Linked DNA regions of Pan troglodytes: region 2 is linked to region 1. Evidence: chromatin contacts called from public Hi-C data. All regions are on one chromosome and are shown on one strand. The core of a region is the stretch at or near the end of the contact, and the rest is flanking DNA. Distances in the headings are between cores, read along the strand shown. Region 1 overlaps TNFSF8 (TNF superfamily member 8). Region 2 holds the start of TEX48 (testis expressed 48).

Region 1 (6,589 bases), core at 1,881-4,380:
TTATTCAGAGCTAATCTCTTCTTTGATCCTTGGTTTCCCCATGTGTAAAACTGGACAATCTTTGACCTGACATGGACATCTTCTCAAAGATGTCACCAGAGATGACCATGTAGTCCATCCATCAGACAGTAGGCAGCCAAAGGCCCATTCAATGGAGCAGCCACACCCTGGGATGTTTGCTCACTGCATTGCCGAGTAGTACCTGCTGGGCTCACAACCTTTCCCATTGCAATCTCTGCCCAGCCCTGAGAAAGTCCCTCCTGGCCATCCTCATAGCTTCATGGGGGCTTTGGAGTGGTTGAAAGTTAAATGAAGAGTTCCCTCTGCTGTCTGAACAAGCTCACTGCGAGAGGCACTCCGGGCAGAAGCAGGGGCAGTTTTCCTCCTTATCTGCTGCATCCACATAGAGCTTCTTGGTCCAAAGCTCTCTTGGTGGTGAGGGCCAGTGGGTCAGCTGTCATTCCCTTGGTTTCATCCTCATGCATCCTCTGATCAGTGCTCTGGTCCTGCCTGTTGCAGCCCACAGCCCACACTCTTGGGGTTTGTAGTCAGAACCCCAACACTAATGGCTGCTTATGCTCCTAATGGACTGTGACTATGGTTAGAGAGTCCTCCTGGCCTAGCCTCCTACTCTAAGCTGCAGAACATCAAGCCACGGAGACAGACCTGGCTGTCTGTTTGCATGGAAGCCCTTTCTGACTCCTTTCGCCTGCAGGATCAGGCCCAAGCTCCTCAGCATGGCTTTCATGGTCCCCATTGTTCTGACTCCTACTGAACTCTCTGGTCTCACCCCTCCCCTTCCCTCCTCCCCTTTCCCTTTATGTTCCAATAGTAATAATAACGAGGAGGAACAGTGATAATAATATGAATGATCATAACTAATACATGTTGAGTGATAGCCATTTTCCAGGTACTCTGCTAAGTATGCTACATGCATTATTTCATTTAATTCTCACAATAACACGATGAGAGAGGTACCATAATTAAGTCTATCTTGTACATAAGGAAATGGACCCTTTTAAAGGTTAACTGACTTGTTCACATTCACACAGGTAGTCAGGGGTGGAGTAGAGATCTAAACTCAGGCTGCCTGACCGCTGCCCGAATGGATTCCTGACTGCTGTCCTGGAGTTTGGGGCTTTGCAGTCCCCCTAAACATACCATTTAGGAATGTTGATTTATCATTACACCTTGGCACTTGCTGGGCTCTCTACCTGGACTGCCTCCTTCACCAGGCAAGTTTTTCCTTGTTTGAAACACAGCCTAGCAGTCAGCTCCTCCAGGATACTTCCTTTGCCTATTTGCCCATTCTATCAGACAGTGAACCCTCAGGGCAGAGACTCCTGTTTATAAACCCCCACTGCCCAGTCTAGCAGATGCTCTGTAAATATTTGTTGAATTGAATCACCTAGTTCATCTTTCTTGTTTCCCTCTGTGGATACAGAGTAAGTACTTAGGACAACAGTGAGGTGAATCAGGACGCTTGGCTTGCCTTTTGCCTGAGGGCTAGAATAACACAGGGCCTCATTCTCCCACTGGCTTTGCAGGTCAGGCTAGATTAGATGGGAAGATAAGATTCATGCCTTAGGCTGAGGCCAGCACAAAACATCAAGAACAGGCTCTGCTCATTGGCCGAAAGCCCCCTCACACTGTTCTCCTTACCCCTTATGGCAGGTGAGCCTCTGTAAACAGGTGGCTGGAGAAGTGCAAGCCCAGGCTTGCCTCTCACACGTTCTGGTTCTTTTGTTGTTTTTTCCCCTTTGGGTTGACCTCAGTTGTAATTCTGAGAAACCCGAGGATGGAAAAAAAAAACACCTTATTTTGAAACATTTGCATTTCCTGAAGTCAAATGGCATGGTATATTTTAGTTTTTCTTTAAAAATCATTCAGATGGTTTCTAGCTAACGGGAAAAACACAGGCAGCCCTTTTAGGAATGATGTTGCCAGAGCTGGTTCAGAAAGGGGCTAAAAGCAGGACACCAGAGGAGCTATTGAGGGAATGGGCTGTTAAACTTGGAGAAGACCCCAGAGAAGGGCACAGCCTCTGTCCTTTAATGCTTGATGAGGCTGTCGGCACACCGTGGGGCCCAAGCACTAAACCTCCAAGTGGAAGAGGAAGGAGATGAAGCCCTCAGCTAAGAGCTAACACTGCTCTAATCCCCATTTCTCAGATGCAGCAATGGAAAGACGTACACTAAAAACACCTAAGTCACACTGTGAGTCACAGTGCTGGCAGCTCACAGAGTTGACCAGTCAGTGCTGCTCAAAAAAGAGGTGGGCTGCTTTGGAGGTCAAGAGGCTCTTATCAAGAGCTAGATGAACATTTCATGGGTCATCAGCCGTGTGGCCTGAGTCTTCTCATCACCCTGTGAGTCTATGATATAACTTTCTTTTTTGGTTATGAAGACAGAAAAACGTGACTTATAAATAGTGGCATTACATGCAGCTGAAATTCTGCAATGTCCCTGGAATTCTGAAGGCTGGGAGCAGAGGGAGCAAAAAGTGATGCCTGGAGAGGTTTAGTTTGAAGAACAGAGCATCAGAGTGGGGGAAATGAGAACTGTCTGCAAGTCATGGATGAGTTGATGACCTGGGAGTTAGAATCCTGGGATTTCTCCTCTCTGGGCTCTAGTGTCCCTATTAGGTTTGTGCAAAAGTAATTGTGGTTTTGGCATTAAAAGCAATAACAAAAACTGCAATTACTTCTGCACCAACATAATAGATGAAGAGCAGTGTGGATTTGATGATCTGTCTTAAAGGGCCTACCTAGCTTATTTCAGCAGGCTGTATAGACTCAGCCATCCCCTACCAGACCTGCTGGTGGTGGGGGTGGGAAGGTTTGGGGTGGGGAGTCAGTCCCAGCTGCACCTGTCTATCTTTATGGGCATGTTGCATTACCCAAGGTAGGAGACTGTGTCTTCACACATTCAGGTTTTCAGACACCTGCAGTAGTAGAACAGAACATTTTAGCTCTGAGGACAATCTAAGTTATGAATAGTCTGGTTCTGTAAGGATTTGCATAGTTTGGAGAAATGAAAGTTCCCTGAGATGGCCTGGTTCAGGCTTGGTGAACACATAACTCATAACTCATGTGCTCCTCAATGTTGCCCCTATGGCAGGCTGGTCCTAGGTCATCCAGAGAGTTAGTGAGAAAGACAGAACCAGAGACCAGGGCTCCTTACTCTTTCTGTAGGGCAGTCTATCTTTCAGACAACCCTAGCACTGCCTGAACTTCCCTGAGGACCAAAACCTTCAGATGCATCAGCTTTGTAAATCATCTTTCCAAGCTTTAGCCTCTTCTAGAAGGATCATGGGACTTTCTGTGGTTTTGTTTGAGAGGCTGAAGAGAAAGATGTGCCAACAAAACCCTCCTGGCCAGTTTCACACAGAGGAGAGGGATAGAAAGAGAGGTTGCTCGAGGTGGTGAAAGGAGCATATTCTAGAAGGTCAAGATTATGGAAACCTTAAGACTAGCTTTCACCTTGAGATTTCACAATATTAGACAGAAAGGGTCATTAAATGGCATGCTAACAGAGATCCTAGTTTTAGGAGTGGCGAGACTACCCAGAGACACTAGGGTCTGGCCCAAGACTCCACAGTAGGTAAATGGTGGAGCTGGGTTCAGAACACAGGGCTTCTGACTCCTAATCCAGGGCTCTTCTCTGACTTTCAGTATTCCTGTGGAATAGGAAGGGTTAAATGCAGGAAGAAGTGGGTTTGCAGCCACTACAGACACTGGAACTGAAAACTGACAAGACAGCTGGAGGTGCTGGGAAAACAAGCACTAATGAGCTCCTGGGTTCCATCTTGTGGGAGAATGCCAGCAGATGACTTCAGGCCCATGTGCTGAACACTGCCAAGTTACAAGTCATGGGCACATAAAGATGCAAATATGCTCAAGGCGGCTCTACCATGGCAAAACAAACCAAGCCAACCATCCCGGCCAGATGGTATGTGGTTTGAGTGCCAGGTACCTTCCAGATGTACAGCACCTTTGATATAAGAACAAGGAAGACACGATGCATCGCAAAAAGAGCACCTGAATTCTGGTCAGAGCTTTTAGCTCTGGATCTGTCATTTCCCCTTACTGAGCCTCAGCTGCCACATCCATTAAGTGAGAATTAAAACAATCAACCTAAATGTATGGATGTCATGAAGATGCAATGAGACCGTGGATGTCAAGTGATCAGTGCGGCCTGTGGCTAGACGAGACACTCAGTAAAGTAGATTCTTTCTGCCTTACTCCTCTTTTCTTTGTTGTTATAGTGGCACAGTTTAGCAATGCCACTTAGCAGAGTGAATTGGCAGATGAAATGCTCATTAAAATGAAGCTCATGACATTATTTGATGGACGGGAGCCTCTCAATTAAGTATCTAAGTGTTTAAGGCTATCTGATGCTTCCAGGAATGTGTGCCGAATCCTCTTTACATTTGTTGAAAAATGTTTTAATCCTTCCAAGAAGGAAAGGGATTATCCTAATGACTCTGCATCTGCCATGCCCTGGCTTCTTCATTCCAGGCTTCAGGGAGAATATCCAGGAGAGTCCCAACAGTGACATCTAGAGGACAGTCTCTCCCCTCTGGATAAAATTTGGATTCAAAGTGAGTCCTTAACCTGAGCAAGGGTCATTTCAACTATTAGGTTGATGCAAAAGTAATTGAGGCTTTTGACCAATTCCTTGATATCACTAAGCCAACTAGTAATAGAGAGATAAACTGCAGGATGGACCATTTGTTAAACAAAGGACCACTAGGTGACCCTGATTTCCAAAGGATTTGGAGAATGCCCATATGAATACACTTAGAGCTGACTGAGCACATAGGAAGTGATCAGTAAATATAAATTAAGGTCAAGTTGGAATTCATTTAAATAATTTAAATCCTGCCTCCCCCCGCCCCCTGCCCCACCTACTTTCCTTGGGATGTTAAGGTCTTTTCAGTCCTGACTTGTTGCAGTGTATCTGCAACAGTTAGTAAACCTGTCTGACACTATGGGCATTTCCTTGGAATTCATTTATACTAAACACAGGTTGAATTGACATTACTGTGGGTAAGTAAGAAGCATCTTTAAAGTCTATAATTTAAAAGGAAAGGTGAGTCTGGAGACGTAGGGTAAAATCTGCTAACATTTTAATAACCTTAAAAAAAAAACACTCCCTACCTGTTCAAAATGCAACAGTATGGCAGCAATTTTAGAAAGTTCGTTTTGGGTTCAAATCAATTTTAGAAAGTTAGACAGACTTATGTTCAAATTCCACCTCTGCCATTACTAGCTGTGTGGCTTTGCAAAAATCATGCAGCCTCTTTGAATTGTCCTTTTTTCTTCTTAAAAGTGAGAATAATAAAATAACTATCATGGAGAGTTGTAGGGAGGATTAAATGAGATAATGCATAAAAATGAGCCTGGTGTCTACCACCCAAACTATACCAAACAGTGGTTGAGTCCTGTGCCCTAGTCCATGGTTTGTGCTGCTTGAAATGTAGAAACTTAAGCCAACACATGTTGTGTCTAGATAGTTTGAATGAAATACATAACAAAACAATTTCAAGGAATGGGCCTGCTTTCTCTCCCTTACCCTCCCTCACTCTGTTGCCAGGCTGGAGTGCAGTAGTGCGATCTTGGCTCACTGCAATCTCCGCCTCTGGGGTTCAAGCGATTCTCCTGCCTCAGCCTCTTGAGTAGCTGGGACTACAGGCGTGTGCCACCATGCCCAGCTAATTTTTGTATTTTTTTTTTTGAAGACGGGGTTTCACCATGTTGGCAAGAATGGTCTCGATCTCTTGACCTTGTGATCCACCCGCCTCGGCCTCCCAAAGTGCACGTTGCCTCTTGACTGCTTCCAGTGTGGTGTTCCGCTAGGGCTGCTGTCATCTGATTGTGATCATGGGACATGAGGGATAGTTGGGTCTTAGTGAGAATCTAGTCTTGGCTTAATGTCACTGCCTTCAAGGTGCAGCTTTTATTGTTTCTTTGGGGTGGGTTCATTTGGTAAAATTAGAGAGCCAACCTCACTTCGTCTTCTTTAATGCCATTTTCTTTTTAGCAGGTGGAGGGGCAAGGAGGGTAGCTGCCACGCCTTATAAAATTGCAAATGTTAGAATGTTAAAGTGGTCAAAGAATCCTAAGATATTTGTTTGATTCATAGAACGCTATAATCAAGGCAAAATCCATCTCAGGGTTAGGACATCTGGCTTGTTCCCCTCACTTCTGATATTTTAGAAAACAGGAAACCCAAGGCCCTGAGAGGGAAAGTGAATTGCTTCAAGTCCCAAGACTTGAATGTCAGCATTCCAAATTCCTGGCCAGTCCTCTGCATTTCATACCCCAACTTCGGCTGGAGACTGAATTCAGGCGAGGGTGGAGTTGTCAGGACCCACACGAGGTCTATCCACTGTTGCAACTTCCTTAGGGCCTCCAGGAACCTTTGGGTGTTGGAGGCTACATTACATTTGTAGGAAAGACAAATCTGTCTTAACTGGTAGGCAGTGGGGAAGGAATTGTCCCAAGGCACATGACCCTTCAGCTGCAAAGCCAGAGCTGAAATTCAGCCTCTAGAACCCTCGCCATGGACCATGTTTCCCCTCAGCA
Region 2 (5,729 bases), core at 2,214-4,713, 240 kb before region 1:
TTACTCAGAGGCTGAGGAGAGAGTATTGCTTGAATTTGAGAAATCAAGACTTCAGTGAGCTATAATCATGCCACTGCACTCCAGCCCAGGCAACAGGAGATCCTGACTCAAAAAAAAAAAAAAAAAAAATTGTTGACCTTGAACAATGGGGAAAATGTTTAAGAGTAGCAGGATGAAAAAGGTCAGAAGATTCAAATAACCTATCTATGCATAATATTTTTAAACATGGACTTGAGAGGGTAAGAAAAATAGGAAGTATGCCACATGAAACTATTTTAAAAGATTTTCTCTTAAGGGTGGATAGGGCAAAGATTCAAGAATAACAAACAAAATGATGAATCAATAGGTGACTTAATAGACTTCAGGACACTTTCAAAGGACATTCTGGGGCAAACAAAGAGTGTAAGTAAAAGGAGCCCTTTCTTTATGCAAAAGCTCATATCTAAAATAGAGGATTTAGAAAAAATCAATTGGAATGGGTAGTAGATATCTTGTATCCATTAGTGTAGATATCTTGATCATTTTCCAAGAGTCCTAAAATGTTAACTAGAAATCGAGATAATCTTATGGCCCACTAGATAAAACAACTGGCCCCTGAAATAAAGACAGGACCCAAATCTCCTCTGTTCTTTAAGAATTTGGAGTCTGTGGAGAACACTTGCACTTACTATATGCAGAAAGGCCATTAGAAGAACTAATGTTCCATGTCAGAAGGACAGCTGTCCATATCTGTCTGCTGAGGCTTTCTGAGGAGAACTTTGCACTTAACATTTTCCTATTTTGCCTCTAAACTCCCAAAGGGCATTGTCTATAAATATAAATGAACAGCTATACTGCTTGCTTGTTGATATGGTTTGTTTCTTATGTGGAGATCAGACTCTTCTATTCCAACTATAATTAAGACTAATTGTTCTGCATGATGAATACTTAGACCATTCCAGTGCATGATTCTCCAGCACCCACGGTGGACTATGTCTTCTTACACAGAGTCTGAAGGGATGAAACCCTTCTTGGGGGTTTAACTACTAGTAGATGAAACAAACTTCTGAGGATTCTGAGTTGAACAATTTAAAGTGCCTTTTTTTCCCTCACCTTGACTGACACAGCAAATCATATAGCCCACATCCTAGGGTACACCTGACCAATTTAAAATCCTTAGTTTGAGTAATTATGGATCACAGAAACCTTCGGGTTTTATTTTAGCTAATTAGGGGAGTCTGCCCCATTGCTAACACTCCCTGTTGTACCTGGATTAATATCACAGGTGAGGTTAATCTATAGCTAAGCCCAAAGAAAAAGCAGCCTGGCTATCTAAGGTAGATGGTCATGCCAGGGAAATCATGGGGCATGACTCCAGAGAGGCTTTCAGATCTTTTTGAAAATACTTTTAATTGTCATTGTCCTTTTTTTTTTTTTTTGAGATGGAGTTTTGCTCTTTTTGCCAGGGCTGGAGTGCAATGGTGCGATCTCGGGTCACTGCAACCTCCGCCTCCTGGGTTCAAATGATTCTCCTGCCTCAGCCTCCCGAGTAGCTGGGATGACAGGCATGCACCACCACGCACGGCTAATTTTAGTTTTTAGTGGAGATGGGGTTTCTCCATGTTGGGTCAGGCTGGTCTCGAACTCCTGACCTCAGGTGATCTGCCAGCCTTGGCCTCCCAACGTGCTGGGATTACAGGCGTGAGCCACTGTGCCTGGCCTTAATTATCATTGTCTTGCATCATTCAGGTTCTCTTGTCCAGAGAGCTGAATGCTTTTATGTAGCCTCTGGTTTGACAAATGGTGAAACAAATGATTCAAAGAAAAAATGAGAAGAAATGAGGCAGACTGATACTCAAAATGAAAACCAGATCTCTGTACATGGAAAAATGGAACTGTGTTTTCAAGAAAAGCCAATGACAGTGGTGAAGATCTGGACAATCTTGGAGGGTCTTTCCTGCACCTTTAGTTGAGGGAGACCAGAAGGCAGATAATGAGAATAAAAAGAGAAGCTCCCACATTCCTAGGTGACGATGGATTGCCCTGTAACCACGGTAACAATGAATCCCCAGAACCTGTGTGACACCCATTTAATCTATTAATGAAACTCCCTTGGTAACCATTCTAACAGACACATGCAAGTAGGTACATTTCGTAGCTAAAGGTCTACCATTCCTAAACACTGCTGCCTCTGAAACACCACCAGTCCACGAACTCAACACCTCCCAAAGCCCCTTATGCATCAGCCGTGAGCTTTGTTCAGAGACTTTGCCATACAAGCACAGTTCTCCCTTGTTTAACCAGAAATAAATTCAGTTTTTGTTTCATGTAGTGAATGCAGGCATCTTCCACCAAAGCAGCTTATGGATATACAAGAAAATGTAGTTATTCAAATTCTCTTTTTCTCTCTTTTTAATGCAAATGATAGCTTACTATACACCACGTTTTGCACCTTGATTTTTTTCAATTAAAAATAAACCGTGGAGATCGTCCGTATTATCAGCAGGGATCTGAAGCGTAGGTTTGTTGACACCCCGTGCTGATGCTCTCTCCACATCTTTACTAGAAAATTTTGCAAGAAAGAGGGTAGTAGAACCACTTTTTCCTCTAAGTGTTGACAGCAGAGAGCTTTGAGTTTTTGAACCCTCTTCAGAAATGAAAAGGCTCTTAGGGAGAGCAGTGTATCAGTTACAAGCACATTCTCTGGGGGTATAATTCTTGGAGATCTACTGTTAGCTAGGAAATTTAGAATTTATGACCTCTTTGAATCTCTGTTTTCTGACCTGTAAAATGGGGATGAGAATAATAGTATCTACAATAGAAGGTAGTTCTGAGGATTAAATAATGATGGAAAGTGCTTAGCACAGCTTTCTGGTGTGTCGTAAAGGCTTAATAAATACAGATGAAGTTTCTGATGCGATGAATATGTAGGGAGATGCCTAGGGGATGTGTGGCACTTCTTGCACTACCAGTGACCCCCTCTAGAGGGAAGCAGAAACCAAAGAAGAGGGCCCTTGAGTTGTCCCCAGTGGGTATGAACTTCAGGTCTCTAGTGACCCCATTGCACTTTGATCAGAAGAAAGATCAATGAGGTCAAACAGGAAGGCTTCTGGCGCGGCGGGCGGGGGTGGGGGAGGTCATTCAGCACAGGTGGAGACTGGGACCCAGAGAGAGAGAGAAACAGTGAGGTTAGAGCAAATGAAGGGTGGGGATTGCTTCTTGGAGCAAAATGAATAGGCGTCCAGGAGTGGTGGGGACATTGTGCCTTTTAGTACAGAAAAACTATCACCTCCCGCCCTTTGGTTTAAACTGTGAGCTCCACTCACCAGCAGCTGGCAGAGTAGAGAGCAGGCTGTCTGTGATGTCACAGAGCTGGGGAACCAGGGAATGTTGGGGCTGGGGTGTTTGGACTGGACCACAACAGCGAGGAGGAGGGAGAAGTTCTGCTGAGCACGATGCCATGCTGTCCACCAGACTGTTTACTGGGGCACAAGTCCTGGGGCCTCGGGAAGCACCTAGAGGATGGCCAGAAGGGGGCAGTACAACACTGGACGCTGTAGATCTGGGTGCCATTCTCTCTCTGTCCGCCCACTGGGTAGTAACCTTAGGCAAAGGGACTTCACGCTCAGGTTCTCCCTCTGCAATATGGGAATAATAATAATAATTTTTTTCTTTTTTGAGACAGAATCTCACTCTGTCACCCAGGCTGGAGCACAGTGGTGCAATCTTGGCTCACTGCAGCCTCCGCTTCCCAGGTTCAAGTGATTCTCATGCCTCAGCCTCCCAAATAGCTGGGGCTACAGGCATGCACCATCAGGTCCGGCTAATTTTTGTATTTTTAGTAGAGAAAGGGTTTCACCATGTTGGCCATGCTGGTCTCGAACTCCTGACTTCAAGTGACCCCCCCCCCCCAGCCCATCACCTTGACCTCCCAAAGTGCTGGGATTATAGGTGTGGCCTTCGCCTGGCCAGGAATAATAATAATTATATGTCCTGTTTGCATTTTTAAGTATTAAATGAAATCAGGTAAACATTTAACATGGTATCTAGATGTAGTAAGCACTTTAAGAAAGGGTAGTTATTAATAACATACGCAAAAATAAAGTGACATTTTCTTCCCTATTTATTTTTCAGAAAAGAGGGAATCACTTTGTATTGGAGTCCTGACAAAATCTCTCAGCTTATGGGTCACTCTTTCCATTCCTTTATTTAGGACAACCAAGTACTATTCACATATGGGGAAGCCACATTGGATTAACATATTCTCAATCAGTGCTATCATTTGATGCATAGAGAGGTCACTGGATACAATAGAAACAGAAGAAAGCAAAGGAATTCAGCACAGCTGTGGGGTCATTCATATGGTTGGGGCGGGTGATGTGACTCCACAGCTGTGCTGAATTCCTTTAATAAATATTTGATGGTGAGTTAAACAGCCTTTGAAAGCTCACAGGTAAAGCCACATTCTTTTTTTTTTTTTAATTATACTTTAAGTTCTAGGGTACATGTGCACAATGTGCGGGTTTGTTACACATGTATATATGTGCCATGTAGGTGTGCTGCACCCATTAACTCATCATTTACATTTGTTATATCTCCTAATGCTATCCCTCCCCTCTCCCCCCACCCCACGACAGGCCCCGGTGTGATGTTCCCCGCCCTGTGTCCAAGTGTTCTCATTGTTCAATTCTCACCTATGAGTGAGAACATGCGGTGTTTGGTTTTCTGTCCCTGCGATAGTTTGCTCAGAATGATTAAAGCCACACTCTTAAATGGTAATTGAAGGTTCTCCATTTTGGCTGCAAGTGAGATTCACCTGAAGTGTTTTTAAAACAAAGAATACCTGGGGCCTAACCCCAGATAAATTATAATTTTGGTAGGGTGTGGAAACTGGGTAGCAGTATGTTTACAAAAATTTCCAGGTGATTCTTGAGTATAATCAAGAACTGCTGAATTCCATCGTGCAGGTCATTATATACAGGTAAGCGGTGGTTCTCAGATCAGGCTGTATATTAGCATCATGGGAGGAGCTTTAGAAAATGCCACTCCTAGCACCTGCTCCCAGTCAGTAAAATCACTATTTTGGGGGCAAGGGCCCAGGTGTCAATAGATTTTACGGCTCCCCAGTTGATTTTAATTCGCAGCCAGCATTAAGAACTACTGATTTATAGAGGTTTTTTTTTAATCATAAATTTCATTGATGTGATACAAATGGATGCTTTTTAGCTTGGGATGAGCTTTTCAGGAACAGCATTATTTATATACAGATTCAAAAGCATTATTTAAAAAATAACTTAGAAATGAAGATAATATATTCTGAAAACCTGTGCTAGATGAGGTTAAAGATGTGTATGAAGCATTTGAATGAAATTGTTTCAGAAAACAAAAGATTGAGGATAGTGATATAGTTTGGCTGTGTCCCTACCCAAATCTCCTCTGGATTTGTAATCAAAATTGTAATCCCCACGTCGGGGGAGGGACCTGGTGGGAGGTCATTGACTCATGGGGGTGGTTCCCCCATTCTGTTCTCCTGATAGTGAGTGAGTTCTCACGAGATCTGATGGTTTTATACGTGGCAGTTGCTCCCGCTCTCTTCTCTTTCACCTGCTGCCAGGTAAGATGAGACTGCTTCCCCTTCTGCCATGATTGTAAGTTTCCTGAGGCCTCCCAAGTCATGCAGAACTGTGAGTCAATTAAACCTCTTTTCTTTATAAATTACCTGGTCTTGGGTATTTCTTTATAGCAGTGTA

What was found. A called contact is a pair of places that touch in the nucleus more often than the background predicts.
Region 2: a Hi-C map of blood shows a contact between it and region 1, with 15 times the contacts expected there. The contact joins the promoter of TEX48 here to the enhancer-like site in region 1. A contact is called at or near these places in 4 of 7 Hi-C or Micro-C datasets (blood, induced pluripotent stem cells and stem cell-derived neural progenitor cells) and 1 of 1 other capture datasets (stem cell-derived neural stem cells).

Annotation. Positions count from the first base shown.
Region 1 is chr11:23,532,817-23,539,405 of NHGRI_mPanTro3-v2.0_pri, reverse strand. All of the region lies in intron 2 of TNFSF8 (TNF superfamily member 8), which reads right to left. Among named protein-coding and RNA genes, the nearest start is that of TNFSF8, 21 kb to the right of the region's middle. Within about 2 kb of position 3,130, at least 3 of the 24 cell types and tissues checked have an H3K27ac peak or open chromatin away from gene starts, as enhancers often do.
Region 2 is chr11:23,769,738-23,775,466 of NHGRI_mPanTro3-v2.0_pri, reverse strand. It overlaps TEX48 (testis expressed 48), which reads right to left and starts at 3,463. Exons shown (of 5, transcript XM_054658388.2): 1 at 3,306-3,463.